2 separate regions of the Muntiacus reevesi genome follow, and region 2 is linked to region 1. A link is a contact called in public Hi-C data. All regions are on one chromosome and are shown on one strand. The core of a region is the stretch at or near the end of the contact, and the rest is flanking DNA. Distances in the headings are between cores, read along the strand shown. Region 1 holds the start of LRRFIP2 (LRR binding FLII interacting protein 2). Region 2 holds the start of EPM2AIP1 (EPM2A interacting protein 1).

Evidence for each region. Hi-C and Micro-C count contacts between places; a contact is called where the count stands out from the background.
Region 2: a Hi-C map of muscle shows a contact between it and region 1, with 4 times the contacts expected there. The contact joins the promoter of EPM2AIP1 here to the promoter of LRRFIP2 in region 1. A contact is called at or near these places in 2 of 3 Hi-C or Micro-C datasets (blood and muscle).

The regions. Positions count from the first base shown.
Region 1 is chr4:70,092,952-70,098,434 of mMunRee1.1, reverse strand. LRRFIP2 (LRR binding FLII interacting protein 2) reads right to left here and starts at 3,477. Exons shown (of 27, transcript XM_065932975.1): 1 at 3,188-3,477.
Region 2 is chr4:70,286,953-70,292,435 of mMunRee1.1, reverse strand. EPM2AIP1 (EPM2A interacting protein 1) reads right to left here and starts at 3,035. Exons shown (of 2, transcript XM_065932986.1): 1 at 803-3,035. The coding sequence starts at 2,919. The coding sequence ends at 1,093. It overlaps MLH1 (mutL homolog 1), which reads left to right and starts at 3,324. Exons shown (of 19, transcript XM_065932971.1): 1 at 3,324-3,526. The coding sequence starts at 3,411.

The DNA.
Region 1 (5,483 bases), core at 2,228-4,727:
TAATGTTTAATCAATTTTAAAAAGTTCTACAAACAACTACTGAAGCCAGGAGGTGAGCACATTCCTATGGATGCCATTTCTCCACCTCTTCTTAATCACCTGCACTCTTCTTATCTACTGCTCTTCCCATCTCTAGACTAAAACAACAGCACACATATGGAGCAAATCTCAGAGCTTCCACAAGAAACAGAATCCCTTTCTCCATCCCCCAATCAAAATAAAGATATAACAGAGCAAAGGAAAAAGCGTTAGCATACAATAAACCCAGTTTTTAGCCCAGTGTTGGATTCCTTTTAAGTCTGCCTTAATTTATTGAAGGCCAGAAAGTTTTTAAAGTGAAAGCACAATGTGCAACGCAAATCATTTCTAATGGTATCCTATCTATTATCTTAAAGGGAAAAAGTGGAGAGAAGGGCAAAGTTATTTTACTCACAGGGTAAATTTTGCTCAACCCTTCTGTCAGAAGTTTTAAAAGTTGAGTTTTGAATGATGGTCATAAACTTTACTGTGCTTCTAACTGAATAAGGCTAACAGACCATCTTTCCATTCATATTCTCCAGGGAGAAAGCAAAGGCAAAGGTCTATGCAATGGCCTATTTGTAGGTACGATGGAAAGTGAGCCTGTGGTGAGGACAGAATGTGTTTCCTCTAAAATGATCCTCATCAACATTCCCAACATGCTGCAGGGAGATCCCCCCCCTCCCCTATATATCATCGATTCTGTTCCTCTTCACACTAGGAGCAGGGTAAACAATTCACAAAGAGCCTTGCAAGAAACTGCTCCCTCTCGCTTCTAGTAAAGACCTGTTTTTGTTTTGAGAGAAAAAGAATCTACTTTGCCAAACATATTCTCCGAATCTGTTTTTCCCTTCATTGTGGAGATGCTTAAATCCTGACCTAAGAAGGATTCTCTTACAAAGCTACCCATCAGGATTGTCAGTTCGGGTGGTTTCCACAAGGGATTTTCCAAAAGGAAATCTCTGTTCAATTGGAAACTGAAACTCTTAAGTCACTATTAGTTGGACAAAAATCAAAAGCAATATTAGGGAACGCTCTGAATATAATGGATATCCAAGGGAATAAAATGCCAAAATTTAGTCCAAGAATTAAAAGAATTTACTAAGCAAGATCAACAGGGCAAATTTACCATTACTTAATAACTGATAAGTAACTATAAAGTTCTTTATAAACCAACATAAAATAAGCTGATTTCCAAAAAGAAGAAATCGAGGCTAAGAGTATCAAGAACTCTGTGATTCAAAGTCATTTTGCTTAGCAACACTTCAAAAGCCAAAAATGATCAAATTACATTCCAGTAATAAAAAGTTATTTCTAATTTAAAATGAATTTATTCCCATAATGAAGCACTACTTTAATACACACTTTCTTCTAGGACAGAACTTAAACAGGAGCTCTGTATGGTCTTCCCAGGCGTCTCAGTGGTAAAGAATCCGCCCACCAGTGCAGCAGACGCAGGTGAGACCCCTGAGTCAGAAAAGCCCCTAGGGGAGGAAGTGGCAACCCACTCCAGTATTCTTGTCGAGAATTCCACGGATTGGAATCTGGAGTCTGGAGGACTAAAGTCCGTGCACAAATGAGCACGTATAAAGTCTCATTCCACCTTTTTAAGGGCAGATTTTCCCAAATGGGTAAGGTCTTTCCCTCAAATGACTGCTTGTTCTCTGTACTGCAGATTCTTTGAGTAAACTTTTTCCTACCTTTTCACTGACATTTAATTTGTTTCTAGACATTTATCTTCCTGGAGTGGGTAAAATCACAACAATTCACTTAGGAACTAACAAACTATTTTAAATCCAAAGCTTCTGCAAGAGTCCACTATTTGTTTCTCTACCATACTAACGACAATTATTAGCAGCAACAAACCTAACAGAGCATCAATGCAACACTTCCTAGGAGTGACGGTATCTAATTAAACAGGCAGTAACAAACCTCAAACCTTCCTCTATTCCAAGTTTAAGAACCCTATCAATGATTCATTCACAGAGAGAGTGATCTAACTTCCTCAATGAATCACACTTTCTGAAATTCTTATTCTACATGAGTATAATACTGGGTCATCATCTCTACATAATGTTGAACACAGCATGAAGTTGGTTAAACTGAGTTAATCCTGTAAGACATTCAAACCACAGCGAACCTCAAGTCCCTGCCAAGCAACACTTATCTGCAACACTTCGCCTTTTCCAACAATTGCACCTCTCCAAACAGATGCATCCCCAAAATAAACATTTAATCTTGAAACACTTATTTTAAACACTAATCAAGAACTGATTCATCCCCACCCTGCCCTCCATCTCTCCGGTTCCACTACTGCATCCCCATTCTCCTCCCGTTGTGATGCCATGAAAAAGTAATGGACACTGTTATCCTCACACTCAACCTTTAATCAATGAACCTACATTACACTTTTTCTTTTTAAGGGCAGAATTGCTGAGTCATTAAATGGAAACTCAAAGAAAAAGAGCTACAAGCAGTTGAAGTTTAGGATCCCATTATTTCCCTGGCCAGGTCTCCATAGCCTTATATTTGTATATCCCACGGTGGAAAAAGGAAAGCAAACACTTGAACTTTTCCCCCTCCCTGTCGAAGAAAAAGAGATGGGTTTCCTTAGGTCCTCTGGCTTCCTGCAACATACCCACGGGCACAAGAAGCAGGCCCGGCTGGAGCTACAGAACTTAACAATCTGGGTGTGAATAACACCTGGCAGTAGTCAAGCATTAACCCTGACACTCCTAGCTCGGGCTTCATTCAGTTCGGATCAGGGAGGAAGGGGGAAAAAAAAAAAAAAATCCCATACAAGCTCCACGCCTCCACCGGCCTGACACCTTTCCCCGGGTGGCCGGCCGGGGACAGACCGAGGGAGTGGTGTGTCGGGGAGAGGGAGGAGGAGTCCTGAGCACCCAAAGCGCAGAGACAGCGGCCCGAGTTCATCTCTCCCACAATGGGAGTATCGCTGTCCCCGCTCGCGGACCGAGGCTGCGCGTTCGAGACCCGGCGTGATGCCCGAGGACGCCGCAGGCAGGGGGCGACCTCGACCCCGGGGCCCGCCGGAGGGGGGCCTGGCCCCCAGCAGGGGTCGGCGGCAGCGCGGACCTCGCCTAGCTGCAGAGGCCGAGAAGCGGGGGCCCTGTTCCCCGCCAAGGCCGGCGGGAGGAGCGGCTCTTACCTGTGTCCGGGCGCGGGTTGGGGCTGCGGACGCCGCCGGGAAGGGCCGGAGCGGGGCTCGCCGTCCGGGAGCCTGCCGGAGCGAAGGGCGAGGGGCGCGGAAGGTGGACTCGGTCCCAGGTCCCCGGCCAGACGGGCCGGGCAGGACGCGGCGGCTACCGGCGCCGACGGCCGGTCAGTCAGTCACGCCGGTGTCCCCTCGGCGCCGCGGCTGAGACAGCGGGAACCGGCCCCCGGGAGGAGCCGCAGCCCGAGCGGCGGGCGGCGGAGGCGGAGGAGGGGCGGGGCCACAGGGTCGGCGACCCACTCACCCGGAAGTACTTGTGGTCGCGGCGGCGCGCGCTGCGCGACGGGCTTGACCCCCCGCGGCCGGCTGCGCGCCGCCGGTGGAGAAGAGACTCTGGACCCCGAGTAGGGTGGAGGCTCGGGCGGCCTCCTGAGGCGGCTCCTCCAGGCCCGCGGGGCCCACCCCGCTCCTCCGCCCCCAGGACGGGGGTCGGGAATGTGAACTGATGCGCGTGCCCGTTGGAGGCTACCCCTGCCTCGGTCACCTCTAAACTGTCCGGCCTAGAGGGCTTGGGTGAGTGGGCCGGGGCGGCAGTTCAAACCGTTGGAACGTAGGTGGGTGGGTGGGTGCGGCCGAAACGCTGGAAGCCTTATTTCCAAAATGAATGATTTTGGAATGATTTCCGGTGAAGAGTGCTGGGGGCGGGGCTGGGGGGGAAATACAGAGTCCGTTCAATATCTGATGGACTCGGACCTGTCATTCACTCCGAGAGTCTCTGTCGAGATCCACCAGCCTCAGGGCCGTGGAGAAAGACCAGAGGTCCTGCTCTTTGGGAAGCTGATCTTCTAGTGGGGTGGACGGATTTAAGCAAATGAGGCAATGACAGATTGCGGTGAGGCTCCGCAGGAGATACAAAAAGGTGATGAGAGATCCTGTAGGCGAGACCTCTGGCAGGAGAAAACCTCCAGAGGGAAGTGGCAGTTGAGCAGCCTCCTGAGCAGAAGGCAGAAAACACGTCAACACAACTTTGCATCCGGAACAGTAGAAGGTTCCAGGACCCGCTGGATAAGCCCATGATTCCATGTTAAGAACCTCGCTCGAATGCCTTCTAAGGGCTGTTTGTTGCCCACACCTGCGATTTCAGAAGGCTTGCTCACCTTTTAGAGTTCATGAGGGCGGGAGTGCGGCACAGAGAGGGAGGCGTGGCTTAAGGAACTGTGGTCTCCGGGCAGAGAGACACCAACAGGTGGCTTCATGGCCGGAGGATTATAATACCATCAGCCTTGGAAAGACAAATTCTCCAATCTCGCGCTTTCTCTTTCCATGTCGCTGTTTTTCTCAAGACCTGTGAACAAATATTGAAACTTGTTTTTACCTGGGATCAAGAGGTGCTTAATATCCCCAAAAGATCACACTAGTTACGATCTGAAAAAAAGGATTAATGGCGTGTTTTGCTCAGTTAAACTAAAAAGCAGACTTGCAAGAGAGAACCTATTCAGGTTCCCGAATAATACCAATAATGTTTATTAAGTATTAGTTTATGTGACTGCATAATTAATGGAAAGACTGTTTGGAATGATATTAGGATTGGAAGGGACTTCCGTGGTGGTCCAGTGGTTAAGACTCCGTGCTCCCAGTGCAGGGGGTCTGGGGTTCAGATCCATGGTTGGGTAACTATTAATAGATCCCACATGCCACAACTAAAAGATGGGGCATGTCACCAACAACAAGGAAAAAGATCCTTCCAGCCACAGCTACGACCTGGTGCAGCCAAATAAATAACTACAAATAAATGTGTGTGTGTGTGTATTTAGGATTAGATTCTCTTGCTTTTTAAAATTTTACTCCTTAGCCACATGTTTCACCTTATACCAAACAGAGAAAGAAAGGTCTTGCTGTGTCTTCTGGGAAAACTGGGAGGCAGCTCACACAGTATTTGCACAACATTCTACTAAACTCTTAAATATATGATCCCTTTCAGTTCTAGGACCAACCTTGAGATATGGGGATTGTTATACCCATTTTAGTAACAAAGTCATTGAGATTCAGAGAAATAATGATTTGTCTAAGGTAACAAAACTAGTAGCTGAGAGAGTCTGAAATTTGAAACTGAATTTGAAACTCTCGTCTTTCTGGCCTTAGTACTCCTTTTATTTTATGCTGCATTGCTGTAATTTTAATATTTAAGAGGGAAATATAAACAAAACGTCCAGCCAAGCAAATGTCTATGTTGCTCTTATAATTTTATTAGGAAAGTATACTTTAAGGTAGGGTGCCATAAGGCAATTTT
Region 2 (5,483 bases), core at 1,786-4,285, 190 kb before region 1:
GATAATAAATCCATTTAAAGTCATAAACAACATTTGATACATCACGTTAAAATAAAGGATTGCCTTTTAGCAGGATTTCTTTATAAAGCCGTAGCGCCCAGGCTGATGGGACAAATAAGCTAAAATAGCTCACACCTCCGGATCCTGCGATGCAAACATTTTCTCTTTCTCATCCTTTTTGACAGGGCCAAACTGTCTAGAGTACAAAAAAGAATGACTAGTGGGCAGCCCCTAAGAGTCTATACTTACCATAGTCTTCTAACAGGCAAGCTCATAAAAACGGCACCCCCCAAAAAAACAAACCAAAAAAAAAAAAAACAACAAAAAAAAAAACCCAACAAAAAAACGGCACCCAACTGTGAAGCATTCAGGGGAAACTGCCAAAAATTGGTTAGTCTGATCTCCAAACTGTAAAAGCTTCTTAAACTAGCAATTTAAAACAATTCTTGCTCCTCTGACTAAAATTTAATTTCCTAATATCATTATCGCTAATGGGGCAGGGGAAGGTGAGAGAGAGGAAATAGGTCTAAAGTAAGTAAATATATTTAGACTCAAACAAGTCTAAAAAAAAATAATCAAAAACATTTTGATAATTAGAAAAAACACCTCCACTCTATGTACGTTCCTCCTTTGAAGAAGCTTCTGCAGTTGCTATGTGAGTTTCTGCAAACTGGCTCAAACATATATTTAAGGAGTTGATACTTTCAGACTATACGCATCAGGATTTTAACACCTTTTTGGTTAAAATAAGAGCAAAAGTTTCTTCGAAACACCTTAAAAACAAACTTCTGATTCAACTCACATTATTAGTACTAAACTTCTTTAAAAACAATTATATCATAAAAGCAAAAGATAATGACTTTGCCATGAAATTCAGCTTTAGGAAAAAAAAAACCGTCTCCAGGTGTCAGTCCCATGCGGCTTCTTGAGATGGAAAAAAAAATAATCTGTCTAAAGAGTATCAATTGTGATCAATTTTGATGGAAGAAGATGGTGCCTTCCCACAATCCAAATTAGCAAACTTGAAAATCAAACAGATGTTTGCTTTTAGCATTGGATTCTTGTTGAGTGTTTCAATGTTGTACTAAGAGTTTATGGATTGGATTCATTTCTTCCTCTCACAAGATCATCCCAGCGTGGCTCTATTTCAGTGGTGGCAATCCGAAACAGGGCGTGGAGGTGTTCGTCTGTCAAAGGCTGGCTCAAAGTGTGTTGGTTTCGAGTCAAATATGAAAAAGCCTTCTCACAGATTTTGCTGCTATCAAACAAGGATGCCACCTTACAGGCAACCCCTTTGATAATCGGGTAAGATTCTGCAGGCAGCCCAGCATAGAACTGCCCTAAATCTTTGGTTCTGTATTCCTCCCAAAGGTTAGCATTTGCCTGAAGTTTTGTAAGTTCCACCCTTACTGAAATAGGCGCATATTCAGGTTTAAAGCTAAATGGATTAGCAAAAAGCTCTAAGTCCTTTTTAATGAACTTGAGGTCCTTGAAATGTCGTTCAAACTCTTTCTGTATGCGACAGATCACCCCTCGATACCTCTCAAGATCGAGTACTTTTTCGTCTTCTTGAAGATTCTCTTTAAGCTCATCAACCACTTGGCTCAAGGCAGCAAAGTTTGTCAGATTTTTTTCCTCGACTTGTCTCTGAAGTAAATTCAGCTTCACTTCAAAGGCACAGATATGGTCAAAGGCGGCGGCAGCAAAGACTCTGTTCACTCTCAATAGTTCGCTAATTTCTCCAAGGTGGTCCATAATATCCACCAGGAAGCCGAAGTCACAGAGCCATTCCTTGTCTGTGAAATGGACCGTCGTGGCTCCTACCGAGACCAAGAATGTTTCTATCTCTTTTCTTAAGGAAAATATTAGTTTCAAAGTCTTCCCTTTCCTAAGCCAGTTGTTCAGACAGCGTCCGTTAACCCTTTCACCGTGCTCTGATTCAGATTCAGTCAGTAAAGCCTGAAATTCCGGCCGCCTCACGCCTCTGGTCTTAATCAAAACTATCCATTCAGATACGGCATTTATGATCTGATTAACATCCACATCGTAGGAGCTCAACAGTTCCAAGTGAAGAAATCCCGAATAGTGGATCACATTCCAACAGTTGGGGCTTACAGCCTTTTCTCTCATGTATGACACCAGTCCTGAGTTCTCTCCAATCATCCTCAGAGTGTGGGTCGTGGTCAGTCCAACCATGCGCTGCAGGCTAAGCCCGGCCGTCTGCAGGGCCTCAAGGATTGCCGCCATGAGGGCGCCAACACTGAAGTGATGAGTCAGGTTGATTATGGTCAGAAGCTCTTCGTGTACCTCCAAATTGTGGCCGACGCCGCGGACAAAGACCAGCAGGTAGTTCTCATAGGCCACAAAAGCCTGGTCATCCAAGGCAAGGGAATAGGCTTTAAAGTTCTTGGCTCGGTTAAAAAGTTGACTGCGTAGATTCTGGTGAATGTCCAGGACTCTCTGCCGCGTGGTCTCTGGAGATAAATCGATGCCATCCATAATGCCTACGTGATCGGGCAGCACGTCTCTCAGCATCACCGCCATGCACCGGTGCACAAAGTCCCCCTCGCCCCAGCCGCAACCCTTCAAGGCCAAGAGGCGGGCGAGTCCCAGGCCTGCACGAGCTATTCTCTGCTCCGGAGTGAGCGGGGCGGCCTCCGGCAAGTCGCCCCGACGCAGACGCTCCACCAGCGCCGCGCGCTCGTCCTCCGTTACATACCGCTCGTAGTACTCGTGCTCGGCCTCGTAGTGCTGCTTGACGTCGGATTCGCAGGTAGCTGCGACCAGGCGGCGACAGACCAGGCATAAGGCGCCCTCGCCCTCCGGAGGCTCCACCACCAGGTACCGCTGGGTCCACTCGGCCCGGAACGCCCGAGACTCGTCGATTTCCATTTTGCTCCTCTTGGGCGTCATCCACATTTCACAGAGGCCACAGGAGATGGGCCGACCTCTGGGAGGCCGCAAGCAAAGGGGAGGGAGGAGCAGGAGATGGGCCCCAAGCGCCTCCTCCGCTCTGCGCCAGATCACCCCAGCGGCGGACACCAACCTGGGGCACCCGCGCGTCCGTTCCTATTGGCTGGAGATTTCGTATTCCCTAGCCCCAAGGCAGGAGCCAATAGGAAGAGCAGGCAGCGATTGCAAGCGCGCAGGCGCACATCCTTCTAGCTGCGAGGCGAACGGAAGCCGTTTCAGGGCGGGGGGGGACTAAGAAACCGGAATCACGACTTCATGGGCATTAGAGCTGCCCAATCAGTAGCTTCCTGGTCCGGAAGTGACGCTACCACCCGAGGGTTAGGCTGGATTTCGTCAACAGGATTGAGGGAAGGACGTGGGCAAGAAACTGTATGGAGATTGGCTGGAGGTACTTCCAGTGAGCTTCACGCCGTGACCCGGGATCGTCTGGCGCCAAAATGTCGCTTGTAGCGGGGGTTATCCGGCGGCTGGACGAGACAGTAGTGAACCGCATCGCGGCAGGAGAAGTTATCCAGCGGCCGGCTAATGCCATCAAAGAAATGATTGAGAACTGGTACGAAGGGAACCAAGGCTTTCTCAGAGGCCACTGCGTAACGGACCGCCGCTATGGATGGCGCGACACGCCTCCCTGCCCTGAACCCAAGCGTGTGTGGTCGCGGCGGCGGAGGCCTAGGCTGCTGTCTGCTCCTTGCTCCCTCGAGCGTTCTCGCGAGACTTTAGGGTTGCTGGGGGAGCAAGGACAGTAAACCAGTATTGTTTTAATGATGCTATTAACTAAGAAACCCTTTAAAAACTGTATATACAGAAGGTGCAAGTTTTTGAATGTCTAAAAGTTTTATAGTTTAAATTCCTTTCTTCTTTCAAACGGTACCATGGGTTATCATTTTCTTGCTTATTCCAGAACTCATCCATCTACATTCAACAGTACAATTCACTTTGAGTTATATTCAAAATTAACTGCTAGGATTTTAGGAGAGGGCCGTGAACTTGGGGTTTAATTTGTCATTTTCCTATTGCCAGGTTAGCCCCCACTTAGGATTTTTAAAAATTTATTTTAATTGGCGGCTAATTACTTTACAATATTGTAGTGGTTTTGCCATACATTGACATGAAGCAGCCATGGGTGTACATGTGTTCCCCATCCTGAACCCCCCTCCTACCTCCCTCCCCATCCCATCCCTCTGGGAAATCCCAGTGCACCAGCCCTGAGCGCCCTGTCTCATGCATCTAACCTGGACTGGCCGTCTGTTTCACATATGATAATATACATGTTTCAGTGCTATTCTCTCAAATCACCCACTTAGGATTTCCCTACCCTCTTTGTGGAGACACTTCAAAGATCCCTTATTTCTTGGGGGAATTCCGGGGATTCTGAAGTTCAGAACTGTCAGACAGCCATTGTGGAGAGAAAAGGTTAAAAACGTGGACAGAAGGTTAGGTGTAAACTGTAAACTTCAAAAAGGACAGAGGCTCATAGTATACCTAAATGTGTGGGATCCTTTGTGTTGAAATGCATTGATGTGGGACTTCTCAGGTGGTCCAGTGGCTAAGATTCCATTCTCCCAACACAGGGGGCTGGAGTTCAATCCCTGGCCAGGGACCTAGATCCCACATGGCTGCAACTAAAGATCCTGCGTGCTGCAAGCTGAGACTTGCTGCAGCCAAATATTTTAAAAAATTGCATTGATGTTAATACAATCCATACGTTAAAGGGGAAAAAAATGTTCCAGTTGGAAGGTTTGTAAAGGGATTGTTCTGAAAACATACACAACAAAGAGGGTAATGAAAGAACAGTGGGTCAGAAAGGACCACCAGGAGAGAGGAAGAGAATTAGAAGGTGGACAAAAGAAGTGAAGAAGCTGAGCATTGTTTCTCCTTTTGCCTTTACTTACATAGTTGGCAAAGGCTGGGTTTTGTTTCTTCAATTTTAGAATTAACTAACAGAACATTTTAAGTGTGTTAAGGTACCGTTCAGGAACACTACACATCTTAGATCACTGGCTTACAGTTCTCTAAGAAATTTTGTATGGAGTCTAGTTCTGCTGTTTTTATTTTTTTATTTTTTTTAGTTCTGTTTTTAATAAATAAGTCAAGATGGCTAAATGCAACTTCAATTCAGGAACTGCTGAGAAAGCTCTTTGATATTTAAGTAACTTATTATCTTATTTCTGAATAAATAATTGTCTTCCTAAGGAGGAGGTAACTTCTTTTTCTCATGCAGCCCCAGGCTGATTTATTTTCTCTTGCTCTGTAGGTGCTCTATGATTGTAGGCTATTCTCTGAAGGTGTAATAAGGTGTGTTTAATTTTCTGCAGCACCATTTTTTTCTTTCTCCCAACATATATTTTCATAAAGAGAATAGTGGAGAAAAACTTTTAGAATTTTTTCCTTAGTGACATTTTATAAGGGTCATGTAGGATCCGGGGGCTGAATAAAGTTTGAGTAACAGATGGTAGAATTAGTTTAGAACTGGAGGAGCAGAAATGTTGCTAAATGTCCTATTGGAAGTG